Regions from separate parts of the Mus musculus genome. Here region 1 is linked to region 2. A link is a contact called in public Hi-C data. All regions are on one chromosome and are shown on one strand. The core of a region is the stretch at or near the end of the contact, and the rest is flanking DNA. Distances in the headings are between cores, read along the strand shown.

Evidence for each region. Hi-C and Micro-C count contacts between places; a contact is called where the count stands out from the background.
Region 1: a contact with region 2 is called in a Hi-C map of cortical neurons, with 7 times the contacts expected there. The contact joins two enhancer-like sites. A contact is called at or near these places in 2 of 15 datasets of contacts at CTCF or cohesin (large pre-B cells and pro-B cells), 27 of 484 Hi-C or Micro-C datasets (the AML12 cell line, the AtT-20 cell line, B cells and 21 more), 2 of 115 datasets of contacts at active chromatin or transcription factors (astrocytes and neural progenitor cells) and 1 of 9 other capture datasets (embryonic stem cells).

Annotation. Positions count from the first base shown.
Region 1 is chr6:5,107,082-5,113,446 of GRCm38.p6, reverse strand. It overlaps Ppp1r9a (protein phosphatase 1, regulatory subunit 9A), which reads right to left. Exons shown (of 16, transcript NM_001363809.1): 8 at 2,394-2,447. Among named protein-coding and RNA genes, the nearest start is that of Gm46949, 44 kb to the left of the region's middle. Within about 2 kb of position 2,861, at least 212 of the 459 cell types and tissues checked have an H3K27ac peak or open chromatin away from gene starts, as enhancers often do. A contact at or near this core is called in cerebellar granule neurons, cerebral cortex, cortical neurons and 5 more, where this site is marked.
Region 2 is chr6:3,510,751-3,517,857 of GRCm38.p6, reverse strand. Vps50 (VPS50 EARP/GARPII complex subunit) reads right to left here. Exons shown (of 28, transcript NM_024260.5): 3 at 1,114-1,236; 4 at 1-69. Among named protein-coding and RNA genes, the nearest start is that of Vps50, 16 kb to the right of the region's middle. Within about 2 kb of position 5,042, at least 57 of the 459 cell types and tissues checked have an H3K27ac peak or open chromatin away from gene starts, as enhancers often do. A contact at or near this core is called in cerebellar granule neurons, cerebral cortex, cortical neurons and 5 more, where this site is marked.

The sequences.
Region 1 (6,365 bases), core at 1,612-4,111, 1.6 Mb before region 2:
TATCCATAGAGGATAAAACGGAAGGCTTGAAAAGAGAAATGATTTGCTCAAGGTTACCCATCTGATAAAAGACCAAACACAAATCTGACATGAACTCCCATGAACTCTCTTTGCTAGCATGCCGTTTGAAATACTGCAAGCAGGAAATGGTGTCTAGCGCATCACTGATTAGGTCCACTAAATGTTGACACACGTTGTTTGAAAGCACGTTAAATAAAGAGTAGGACAGGAAGTTGATGATTAATTAAGAAGGGAGCGGGGGTGGGAAAGGAGCAGAAGCAAAGGCACTAATGGTGAGGAAGGGACTTAGCTTATGGGTTGTTCTCCTCAACACGTGGGCACGAGGTTCAGGCTTCTAAGAGTTACCACCTGTGTCTCGGGTGGTGACTCAGGTGCCCTTAGAGTCAGAGGGCACCTGTGCTCTCACCACTCTGCATCCTTGCAACACCTCGTGGGCACCCTAACCATTTGAGAGAGTCAGCTCCTGTTACTGTGCTTTTAACCCTTTGGGGGATGTTTCTAGGTTGTTGATTTCAACTGACATGAACACATTCTGTCACTCAGTATATCACAGGGAGTGTTAAATACATCTACAGCTTTTCAAACCTTACTTTATACTATGTATAAAAGACAGGGAAAAAATAAAGGCATTAATAGTTGTCCTGTTAATTTAAATCCCTCCAACGGATCAAAAAGACAGCTCTGTGTAGTTTCTGTCTCTGGAAGTTCTTAGAAACACAGAGTGCAGTTTTTTTTTCTGGGCCTCTTGGTTATAGAGTCCAGGAAAGAGGAAGCCGGTCCAGCGCTGCTCTTAATACAGAACTCATGACACTGAGTTTCAGATGAGGGTTTAAATTGCCCTGACAACCACGTTCTCTTCACCTTGCTACTCTGTCTACCCTTTCTACGTACAAAGCTATCAAGGTTCAAATGACATCCCCATTCTATAGAGCATTGAACAAATGGAGATACACATTCACACAAATGTACACATTTCTATGTCACAAGAATAGTTTTGTGAAAAGTATTTTACTAAATACATGTGGACAAGAGGTTACAAAGTAAAGATTAGTCCCAAACACTGAAGTGAAGAAATCTATATAACATTGATAATAATCACATGTTTTCAAGTGTTATCATATACCAACCTAAAAGGAAAATATAAAATAGTAATTTGTAGACTTTTCTAAATTAATTCTTCATAAATAAATGCCTAAGCCTGTCTATGGGAGCATTTATAAACACAGGGGCTCTTTTCCCTATTTGTAACCAACAGTTTATAAGATCTGCTTTTTAAAGTCAAAAAACAGTTTTCAGATAAAAAGGGCTTGGTTTTTTACAGCATCTTTAATGAATGCTTTATAGCAGTTGTTTAGGTACCAGCCCTGCTAGCTTTAAACTTAAAATTCACGGTGCGCCGCGGACACCATGAATGATGCTGAAATAAGCTTTGACTAGAGAGCTCCAGAGCGTATTAGTCAGGAATGCCACTTAACCAAAGTAGCCAGCTAACTCATCTCCACTTAACCAGCTAACTCATCTCCATTTAACCAGCTAACTCATCTCCATTTAACCAGCTAACTCATCTCCATTTAAAACACATGGAAAACCCAAAGCATGTATTCACTGTGAATCAGAAAACAGATCACTCGACGTAGGCAATAATTATTTTGTAATTTTAAAAAGACTATGGAAACAATACAGCATCGTTTGAAAGCAACTGAAGATATTTTTAAGTCTCTGAAAACATACATTTGATAGAAATGAACAACAATAGCTAGAACTGTATCTTGTACAAGAATTTTACAGTTTCCTTTGATGTCTCACTATTTCATAGAGATTAAAAATATTTTCTTTTATTAATATTTTTCTCTTCAACAAATTTAAATAATGTGAAGTGAGTATATCTCAAGATTTCCAGTAGCAGCTGAATCTAAATTAATTACACAATGCATAGAATGAGCTTATAACTTTACTTCTTAGACATGGGAAGTTTTTCCTAAAAAGAAATTAATGTTCCACATTAAAACAATACATTGCTTCCAGTAAATTAGCTGAAATTATTATAAGGTAAATGACAGAAAGGAGATTTGCTATACCAGCTTATATTTTAGAAATTAATACACAGATGCTTGAGCCATTAAAAATATTATTTTTAATGAAATTTCAGAGAGACTAAACAGTTTAAATCTACTTAAAACACCAAGTGCCCTGTGGCCTTCTCTGGTTATGTGCGGTTATGCTCAGTCTCAAGACAGGTCCATCGATGTACTTAATGTTGGAAATGACCATCTCATGGAAATATGCTCTCAAGTGCACGGGAGCAAATCCATTACTCCCAGAGTATCTGAAGTTTAAAGAGTACAATTCAAACACCACGGAGCGGTGCTTACCTTGGTCTTCAATTTTTGAATCTCTGCTTCTGTAACTGCATGTTTGATTTGCAACTGAAAATTGAAAAGAAAAACATCTCAACTAAGAGTGTTTCTATATTTTTAAAGACTCAGCAGCGAGAAGAATATCTTATGACACAATTAAAAAAATGCTCAGGACCCTGCTGCATTGCAGCAGGTTGTAATTACAAATGTCTAGCATGTAAAATGACTCAGTGGGTGCAAACTAATTAAACATAGGGTTTATGACTCACGGTCCCTAATATCCGATTAAGTTACCAGTTTAATTGCTAAGGGGCCAAAGAAAAGAAAACTCATTTCTTGGCCTCTGCTGCTCTGCCTTTACGATCTGAGCGTCCAGGAGCTGTTTCCTTCCTGAGGCTCGCCCACAGAATGGCTTGAGCCAGCCAGTCAACAGGCCTCGCACAGTGTGAAGAGTCATTCCCACATCGTGCAGAAAGGTGGCGCTGTGGCTCTGTGAGTCGCTCTCACATTCCGCAGAGCAGCTCTGCAGCAGAGGAAGGAGTGGGACGCAGTGGCACAGAAATCTCCGGTTTGTTTTCCGTTTGTGTTCCTTTTTAACCGCAGGAAAGGTACAGATTCAAAATTCTGCCTTCCAAAAGATCTACCTGTATAAAGACTCCAAGCCCCAAAGCATTTTCTTTACAACACAATAGTGGTCTTTGCCATTTGTTTGCTTTACTCCCCCGCCCCCACTCCCTCCCCGACCACGACTGTTTTCCTTCTAGGGGTCATTCATTTCTTTAAGGGCTAAACACCCTTGAATTTAGGGAAAACAGTTTACAGGTTCACAATTTGTTCTCTGGATGTTTTTGATGGGAAGGATGTTTTTGAAATTCCCAATTCTCCCGGTTTTATAGGTCCAAACAGCCCAGTGGAGGGTCTGGGGAGGGAGACACTTTGCAGCCAAGCCCATGAACATTTTCTGCTCTGCAGCTGAGCACAGCCACTAAGTGATGCAGGTGGCACTGTTTCTTTTGGTTATGCTGAATCCTAAATTGGTTTGCCACAAAGTTACTGAAGACCACATCCCACCATCTCACCCCCCCCCCTTTTTTTTTTGTCCAAAGTACTTCGGAGTTAGGACTGTACCGAATCTGGGTTTCTTGGTTTTATGCCACAATCTTAGTGGTCCGTCTCACTCAGATGCCATTAGCAGATACCCAAAGTGTGAGTGTGCCAGGCAAGGAAACTACACCAAGCTTTCTCAGTGAAAAATACTGGCAGAGGTCTTTTGTGCTCACCAGAAATCCTGATCCCTTAGTGAGTACAGCGATGTGGGGAAACTGAGGCTCAGAGCAAATGATCAACCTAACTGTACAAAAAAAACCAACACTAGAACTGGATTAGATCTTGGATATCTAGGTTCTGATCTTGTGCCATTTCTCTAAAAAATTAAAGATGAACTTTATAAGCATCTACTGAGGGGCTCTAGGCAAGATGCTGTAAAGATAACACCCCCCCACACACCTCTCTCAAATAAACAGCCATGATAACCTGCCACTCAAGAATAAAGCCACAAAAGAATATTCTTTAATATACAACATGGAAATGTATATACAACCACAAGGAATTATTTTCCAGAGGTATTATATTCTTAGAGAATAAAGCAAATTCATATGCCTGGATGATTTTTTTCCCATCCATTACTAACAAAAATATCTACTCTGTTGTTTAAACTAATCTGAGTGTGGGCTCTGTTTATAGCTTTCAGTAAGAACGCGCGCGCGCACACACACACACACACACACACACACACACACACGCACACGCACACGCACACGACTAACTGTAACTGAATCAAAATGTCTACGTGTGACTACCAGAAAGGGGCAGGCAGAAGCCTCGTCAGCATCACCTGCAGCACTCCACTTAGCCTGTGCAGGCGTGGAAAATATTTTGGAAGTGAAAAATATTATCTTTGCAGGGGAGTTTTAAGAGTGCTCTAGAACCAGACATTTTCTATCAGATAAGAGCAACATTATCGGCTCTCGTGGCACCAGGGCAGCCTGCCTGGAATTCACACACAACTCTGAGAAACGGTTTCTGCACTGTGTAGACTTTTTTCTATCGTTTATGCACTGGACTGAGGCCTGTTTTGTCTGCAGGGAGCTAATGGAGCTGGAGGTGTTTTTGAAGATATATGATGTTATTAAAATGTAGCAGTGGCAAATCTTTGCCATCTTTTTCTAAGCTTAATAGATGGTGCTTTGGTTTTGGTTGTTTTTTTTTTTTTTTCCAACAAAAGTGGGTTTTATTTCAGGGAACTACATATGCAAAACAAGCTGCAATTAGCTGGTGGAGTCGTAACTCAACCTGGTCAGAAGGTCCCCACCAGGGTGGTGAACTGAGCGCAGGGCAAACCTCTAACAAGGCTGCTTGGATTCTCAGAATGTGGTTATTAATGAGCAACGTGTTGGTTACATCTCTCAGACTGTGATTACAGCTCCTTTAAAAATAAGCATCTGCTTACTGCTAAAGAGGTAACAACTCACAGCTCCCCTTGTCAGTGAACCTTCCACATAGATGGCTTTATTTAGTCTCGAGTTTATTTTTCACAGACTTAAATCACACAGTTTTTAGACTTTGGCTTCCCCTAACAACAAAAGCAGATTTGTTTTCGCTGGTACTAGCAGTTCTGGCTACCAAAGCTGTGGTGGGGATACCTCAGCCCTGTAAAGAGAGGATCCACTCTGACTCAGCCTCTCTCTTCTCTACTTCCCACCCAGGAAGTCAGTCAGAACAACTTTCAATCCGAAGGGCAGAAACTAAAAAACAAAACGAACAAACAAACAAACAAAAAACCCAACAAACAAAAAGCCAAGCCAAGCCAAACTGTTCACAGGGACAGGAGCTCAAGCTATTTAGTGGCTAGGAAGATGTCTGCGTGGGTCAGAGGATTTGTTGCTAGCCTGTAAGGACCTGAGCCTGGATCTCCAGCACCCACATTAAAAACACTGAGCATAATTAGTCACCAAGCACAGACACTATTGCAATACGCCAGCAAGATTTTGCTGAAAGGACCCGATATAGCTGTCTCTTGTGAGGCTAGGCCGGGGCCTGGCAAACACAGAAGTGGATGCTCACAGTCAGCTATTGGATGGATCACAGGGCTCCCAATGGAGGAGCTAGAGAAAGTATCCAAGGAGCTAAAGGGATCTGCAACCCTATAGGCGGAACAACATTATGAACTAACCAGTACCCCGGAGCTCTTGACTCTAGCTGCATATGTATCAAAAGATGGCCTAGTCGGCCATCACTGCAAAGAGAGGCCCATTGGTCCTGCAAACTTTATATGCCTCAGTACAGGGGAACGCCAGGGCCAAGAAGTGGGAGTGGGTGGGTAGGGGAGCAGGGTGGGGGGGGAGGGTATGGGGGACTTTTGGGATAGCATTTGAAATGTAAATGAAGAAAATACCTAATAAAAATTGGAAAAAATAGAAAAGACCCCCCCTCCCCCCGCAAAAAAAAAAAAAACAAAACAAAACAAAACACCGGGCCATGCTCAGTGGCGGGCTCCCTGTGGCCCCAGGGCTCTGGCAGAGGAGGACATGAGACAGGATCCTTGTGATGTGCTGTTGACTCAGCTTCAGGGTTAGTGAGAGACCCCGTCTCAAGGGAATGGCTGGGGTGGGGGTGGGTAACAGACAGAGCAGAACACTGGATGTCCTCTGGCTTGTAAGCATGTGCATCTGTGCATACATGTGTGTATACAGCACACATACACTCACACACAAGCATGTGCATCTGCGCATACATGTGTGTATACAGCACACATACACTCACACACAAGCATGTGCATCTGCGCATACATGTGTGTATACAGCACACATACACTCACACACAAGCATGTGCATCTGCGCATACATGTGTGTATACAGCACATATACACTCACACACAAGCAAAAGAAAATCAAAACAAACACAGCTCAATGAAAAAAGGAGAGAGAA
Region 2 (7,107 bases), core at 3,793-6,292:
AGATTGTTGTTGCTTTAATTTGTCTCTGTACTCCTCTAACTCTTGCAGATTGAGAACAGGAGGAAGCTTCTATAGCAAAACAATTGTAAATGAGGAATGAACTTGTTGCATTCAATCTGACTCCCAGAACCCTTCTAACTAGAGCTATAGAGTGCACGTGCGGCAGTGCCCCACCCACTGTCCTCCAATGCTTCCACGCTGTCACCCAGCTCCAGTCACACAAGCCTAAGTATGTGTTTTACATGGCCCTTGGCTTTCGACCTTGTCCAGCCTTGCTACAGCCACAGCCACAGCTGCTACTCTAGCTCCAGAAACCCATACTCGCTGGGCCACCTGGCAGAGACAGTCAGAAAAGGCTCTAACACAGATCTCATATAGTTTACCTGCTAACCTTACTATAAGATATTTCAATGCAGATTTCCCACCTCAGGAATATTATAAATAGACTGAATGTTGTGGTGACAGGCAACACTTTAAATTAAGTCACCATGAAGAAATAGTAAAAAACACATGGAATTGGGAATATGAGGAAACAGATCCCAAGCTTAAAACTCATTTTGCTATTCTGACTCTTCATCTGAAGACCCCATAAGTTTATTACTGTCAGCATTCAGACAGTTTTGTACAGAAGGCTTCTCAGCACAATACACATTCACGACCAAGAGTCAGTACTCTAGCTAAGCTTGTAGTGGCATGGTTGTAATCCTGGCTATAAAGGAGACTGAAAGCAGGCTGTACATCTACAGTCAGACAAAAAGTCCCACAAAGCTTTCCTAAGCATTTATTTTACATTTTAAGTAATTACATTTTAATTTTATTTTAGTTAGCATTTTTAAATGAATTTTGGTAATATGAACGTACAGAGAAGCAGTATAGCAACATGCTGCATAGTAGCAAATACCAAGGGCACAGAAGTACTTCTGTAACCAGTACTCTGAAGGTGCACTTAATAACATGGGCTGACAGTTCATTAAGTTCATATTGTGATAATCACAGACCTGTTAGTGTTATTAAAAAAATATTAGTTCCCTCCAAACTTTAGATCTCACAAATTCATTCGTATGCACTGAGGAAATGAGCTTTAGATGTGTTTTAATCAAAGTTCCCTTTTACCTCCAGCTCATATTTAACAATATCAAATGGATCCGCAGAAAAATAGACTTGTTCAATGCTATTAATCAACTCTTGCTCAGCTTGAGGGTCGCTTGGCTGTTCTCGAAGCTCCCTGAATTCCTCCTTAAAAAATAAAAAGACAAAAAAAAAAAAATTAAAGTCTTAATTACAGCACATATAAGTGTTAAGATTCCATCTGCATAGAAACAAATGATCTTGTACCTTCAGTCACATACCTTCTGAGAACCATTCTGACCAAGAACACAAACTACTTAGAAACCAGAAAACTAGAAAATAGACAAACACTAAAACACTGCTTTTCAACTGAAAGGAAGAAAAAAGAAATCAGATTGTATTTTGAACTGTTTGTATGCCAGGAAGGCTAAAAGAATTTACATGTTTAATTGACATGCAAGCAACTACCTAGATCTATCATAAGGACACATCACAGACTCACATTTTATCACATCAATAATATTCTAAAATCTGTCTGACTGCACATAACAAAACACCGTCTCAATGACCCCTGGAACACAGCCAGTACTGGAACTGTGCAGCGAGCATCTGACTCTGGTAGGAACCACAGAGAAAGGGGAGCTAAGCATCCAGCTCAAGAACAGGTTTACAAGTTGCATCCTGTATTCTATGATGCTCCTCCAAAGTGTATGAACGATGCAATTCTGACTGTGTACCAAACAAAGTCTTTGTTCCCAAAGCACAGAATGGGCTTCCATGCATTTCGTCTAAAGAAACGTGACAGACAGATGCCTATCCCTAATATTACTGTCTTTACACTATGCAATTTCATTGTATTATTTGACAATCCCTTGGTTAACTAGAAAAATCTCAACTTAGATATCTACTTCTTCCCACACTGGCTAATCAAAATGATACTACACTAAGATAGGTATGGTACAAATGCTGATAATTCTAAAATTTGGGAGGCTGAGGCAGGAAGCTCTTGAGGTTAAGGTCAGCCTGAGCTATCCAGTAAGTCTCTAAGAAAAACCAAAGACCCAGTCTTAACAACAGCAAAACAAAAAATGCTATTTTTAATTAGTTCTTTGAGAATTCCATATAATGTGCTTTAATCCCATTCAGTGTTCTCCCAACTCCTTCCAGACCCATCGAATTCTTTCTCATCTGTCCAACTTTGTAATCGCTTTATATTTTAAACCCATCCCATCCAATTTGTGTTGCACAAATACGCTTAGATGTGTGCTTTCTGAAGAGCCTGTGCTATACTCTTAAGGAAAATGAATCCTCCTCCCAATAGCTATCAACTGCCAGGAGCCCCTCAGCTGTTATAAACATAGAACAACGTAGCCATTCCTCTCTCCAAAGTTAGTATCAAATATATTTAAGTATAAAAAAGAAGCAGTTATTTAAAATCCTTATAATCATTAGTGTAATGCTTAGCAAACATTTTAATAAAGCAGCACTAAGCTTATTGACTTGTTTGGAGGGTGCACTGTGGCATACATGTGCAGGACAGGAAACTCCATGCAGAAGTTGGTTCCCTCCTTCCACCATGTGGGCCCCAGAGATCTAACTCATGTCAGCATTTGTGGTAAGTGCCTTTATCCACTGACCCATCTCATCAGCTCAAATCATCACTAAATAAATAACAAAATTATCACAAAATGTATCAGCCAACTAGAACATAGAGTGATGTTCTATGACTTATTGAGGTCATTTTATTTATTAAAAAATAACTTGCTTTGATATCTTTTAACCATAATTTATATTTTTAAAATTATAAACTATAGAATTAACTCCTATTGTAAATTCAAGCTAAATGTGTCAGAATACTATGTTGAAACTTAAAAGAACAAGATAACATTTGAATTTTAAAGTATTCAACAAGAGAACACAGGCATTTAAAAAAAAAAAAGTCAACCCTGTACATCAAACTCAATTTACAAAATATCCTAACAGAAAGGGGCAAAGACATGAGTATTCTGGATAACAGTATGATGTGATAGGTACCATGAGTATAGCATGAGTACAGCATCCTGGGCCTGGCAATGGCTCAGTTGTCTTCTTCATAAGCCTGGGAAGTTCAATTTAATTCCCAGAACCCACAGGACGTGAGTTTGCTCCAGTAATCTCAGCAATGGGGAGGTAGAGACAGGCTAGTTCTTGGGCTCTCTAGCCATCTTGTCCAGCCTACAATCCAAGGCATAAGTGAGAGATCTAGTCTCAAAAATACGGTGGAGGGCTCCTGAAGAATGGCCTCTGGACTCTATATACCCAAGTGACCGTGTACATGGACCTGAACACACACATAACCAACCAACCAAATAAATAAATAAATAAATAAATAACAACAACAACAACAAAACCCCCTACCATTGACACAATGAGAACAGCACTCCTGGAGCAGCAGGGGATGGGAAAAGGAAGTTATCCACTTAGCACCACGGACAGTAGGTGCTCAACTTGTGGGGTGGTGAAACCCACACCACCTGTGGAAGACAGGCAGCCTCCACCCATTAAATGCAAATATAAAGTGAGAAGGATGAACTAGAAAGAGAACTCAGAGTTTTCTCATAAACCTCCTTCCCTTAAAAAGGCACTGGCATCTCAAATACAAGTTTCAAGAGTGTGATGTCACCTAAGCACCACAATCAAATAAATGCAGTTGGTACCATTCAAAAAGAAATGTTGAACGTTACTAAATTGGAAACTATCATTTGTAGCTAGCTAAGTCCAAAACCTCAAAGGCGTGCAATGATCAAGCGACCCTCTCATCTTCAGGGTGTAACTAGCACATTACAGCACACAACAGCATGTTGATGCTCTCCTGCAACCCAGGACAGGCGGGCTGACCTGAAGGCAAAGACACTCCAGCTTTAGTTGCATCTCTACAACCTTGGAAATTTGATTTAGCCTCTTCAAACCTATTTTTTCATCCGCTTTAAAGTTATTAAAATTGCCAAAGGGAAAATGTGATTTCATTTAAAAATCTCACAAATGTACATTTCAAAAATATGATGGGTTTATAAAACCATTACAATCTGTGTAAGCATACAAAGGTCAGATGCCAGTCCTTCCTAGAGATCTATTCAGTCAGCATCCGAGAGCACGAGGAACCAACATGGAGCACTTCATACTCTAATGGGACAATCCTAAGTGAAGGGCAGAGACAAATGGAGCAAGGCAGGAAAAGGCAGAGCATACAGTGAGGGCCTCTCAACAACCAGCATGCCTCAACCTTAGGCTTAAAAGCCATCTTATAGTAAAGACACACTAAGTGCATTCCAGTTTATGATTAAAACTCTGTTTCTCAAGGATGCGGCTATACCCTCCTTGTAACCATAACTACAAATGGCTCCCTTCTGCCCGGTCCAGGAATGGCAATCATAACTTTGTTTCAAAAATTAATTACCATCTTGCAACCCTAACTTGGTTTCAAAAGGGTTGTTATGGCTACCCTGCTATGACTACCTGTTGTCACGACCACTTGTAATCATGTCTCTGTTTCAGCAGGCCCTTATGGCTAACATGCTATGCTTATGTTCTGTTCTAGTAACCCACCAAATCCTTGATTTAGAAACCCTGCGCTATATACATAAACAAACAAACAAACAAACAAACCCTTGTCTTCCTCACACCCAAGTCTGACCTCTCAATCCCCACCTTAGGAGGAGGCAGCTTGTGTACACAAATAAAAAAGCTTGCTTTAACTAATTGCTTGCTTTAATTAGTTTGGCCTTGATGATTTGTGACAGTGGTCTTTCTCCCGTTAACACTTTTGTGGACCCAGATACCCTGATACATCACTGCATCCCAATAAAACAGCCCTCCTTCCAGCCCATCTAGTGACTTCTCTGTGAAATGCACATCTGAGCTCATTCATACTGCTTGGAAGAGACTGTGTCTCTTGCAGCTGCTGCATGTGCAGCCTGCCAGGCACTGCTTCCTTCCACCTCATCCCTCCCTACACACTTCCTCCCTCAGCAGGCCGCCTGCTTAGTCCCAGCCACACTGGGAACTACATCGTGATGCTGTGCAGTGCCCAGATCCACAGCACTCCAGGAACAATTACAGGGCATTCTGTAATTTAACAGGGAGGGATAGTCAAAAGAAATATGAGACAAAGACAGTTGTGGTAAGCACCATGGTCCATAAACTCATAATGCTTCTATTAATGAGAAATCACAAAAATGTAAGAGTATTTTCTGTATGTAAATGAGAAAAATAAACACAAACAGCTACACTGCATATTTTAATATAACTGTTGCATAATTTTGCTAGAGTTAAAAACTCACTGCCTAGCATTAGAGATGTACAAAAATATGCAATTCTGTATCTAAAATAGAATCAACAGGGTAGTTCATAAGTATGAGATATTTTATATACAAAATGAACAAAAGACTCCCTATAAAAATTTTAAGGCAAACAGAAAAAACTAGATCCAAATAAAACCCTTTACGGCATATTAAAACATGTTAAGAAAAAAGAGGTTACAATAATGAGATAGGTCAGGTAAATTTTGAAATAAACAGTTCAGTCTTGCCAACTGTTATATTATTAATGAAGTATTTAAGGATTTATTTTATAGTTACAGAGTATAATTAAATGAGTATTAAGATTAGTGCACTGTAAAAGCTCTTTAAAATGTGAAAATCCAAAACTAATTTGCCAACAAGTAAATGCTATAAAAATGCAACAAAACGGTCAGTCACTAAAATACAGAAAATGTACATCAACGCATCTCATAGTTAAAGCTGGAAAGAGACAAAGTCGTGGATCCAACTGCAGACAGAGGAAACGAAAGCCGAGAAAGCACAAGAACACTTGGGCCCACGGTGCCATCACTTAGGCTTGATAGCCTGCTTCACAGGCTCTGATACCGACCCTCGGTCAGTGGAGCCGCATGGAGCAAATGTTGATTTTATTCTCCACATGTAAAACTCTCCTCCACAGCACAGCCAGGGCTGAGTAAAAATCGGCCTTGCCCTCCAGCAGTGACTAAAGAGCCTGATGAACAAATAAACAGCAAGGCCAGCAGAGCGGAGGGAAGAAAGGAGACAAAAGACCAGCGCACAAGTGCTCTCAACCCCAGGGAGGAAAGAGAAATTCAGAAGACAGAAGAACACAGAGAAATCCAAGTTTAAAGCGAGGACCAGAACAAAATGCAATTATGAAATTGTGATGCAGAATCAAGCAATAAAGAGCCTTGATTTGAAAAACAAAAACATGGCATGAAAACACTAGGAAGCCATAAGAAGCAAGGCAACAATTGGGACTTGTAAACCACGGGTATGTACAGACATACATACATGTATAGGTGTTAGAATTATGTTTTCCTCTAATGAAAGTAAATAACATATGCCATTGTACCAGACACAGTATCAAAAGTAAGCATCGATGTTCAATATTTTATTAAGGGAATAAAGCAGCCTGGCTTATTTGAGCAACCTGGCAGGGAACTTGCTGTTTAGAGGCTATTTCCCGGTCTCACACGCAGCACATTGACTACATTACCACCTAGCTGCTCCTCCATTCGATTATCTCGGAGGTAGATAACGCTACAGGAACAAACACACAGAAAACGTAGACTGCGGATGTAGCTTTATGAGAAGTGAAGAAAAAGATTCGTAACAGATATTTCAGTCAGTATTTCTGCTTTAGCCGGGCTACTTTTAATCTCAACATAAAAACAAAAGGTTTTATGGGGATTCAAATCCATAAAACAAAGCAAGCCCTCAAATGAAGGATGTGAGGAGAACATTTCCAAGATATTTACGGTTTCTAAGGAACGAAATGGTCATTTTAAAAAACAATTTCACATCACAGGGTCACTTCTTAGGGAATTCATCTGTGTTTAAGGAAAAAATAAAACAACTACAAGCTTTGCATTTTGGTAATTTCAAATTATCCAAAACTCCATACTGATTGAGCCCAAAACCTAATCCATAAGTAACTAGTTGTAACTGCCCCCCTCACAACTAAAGTCAGCACAAACAGCACCTTATACACATAGCA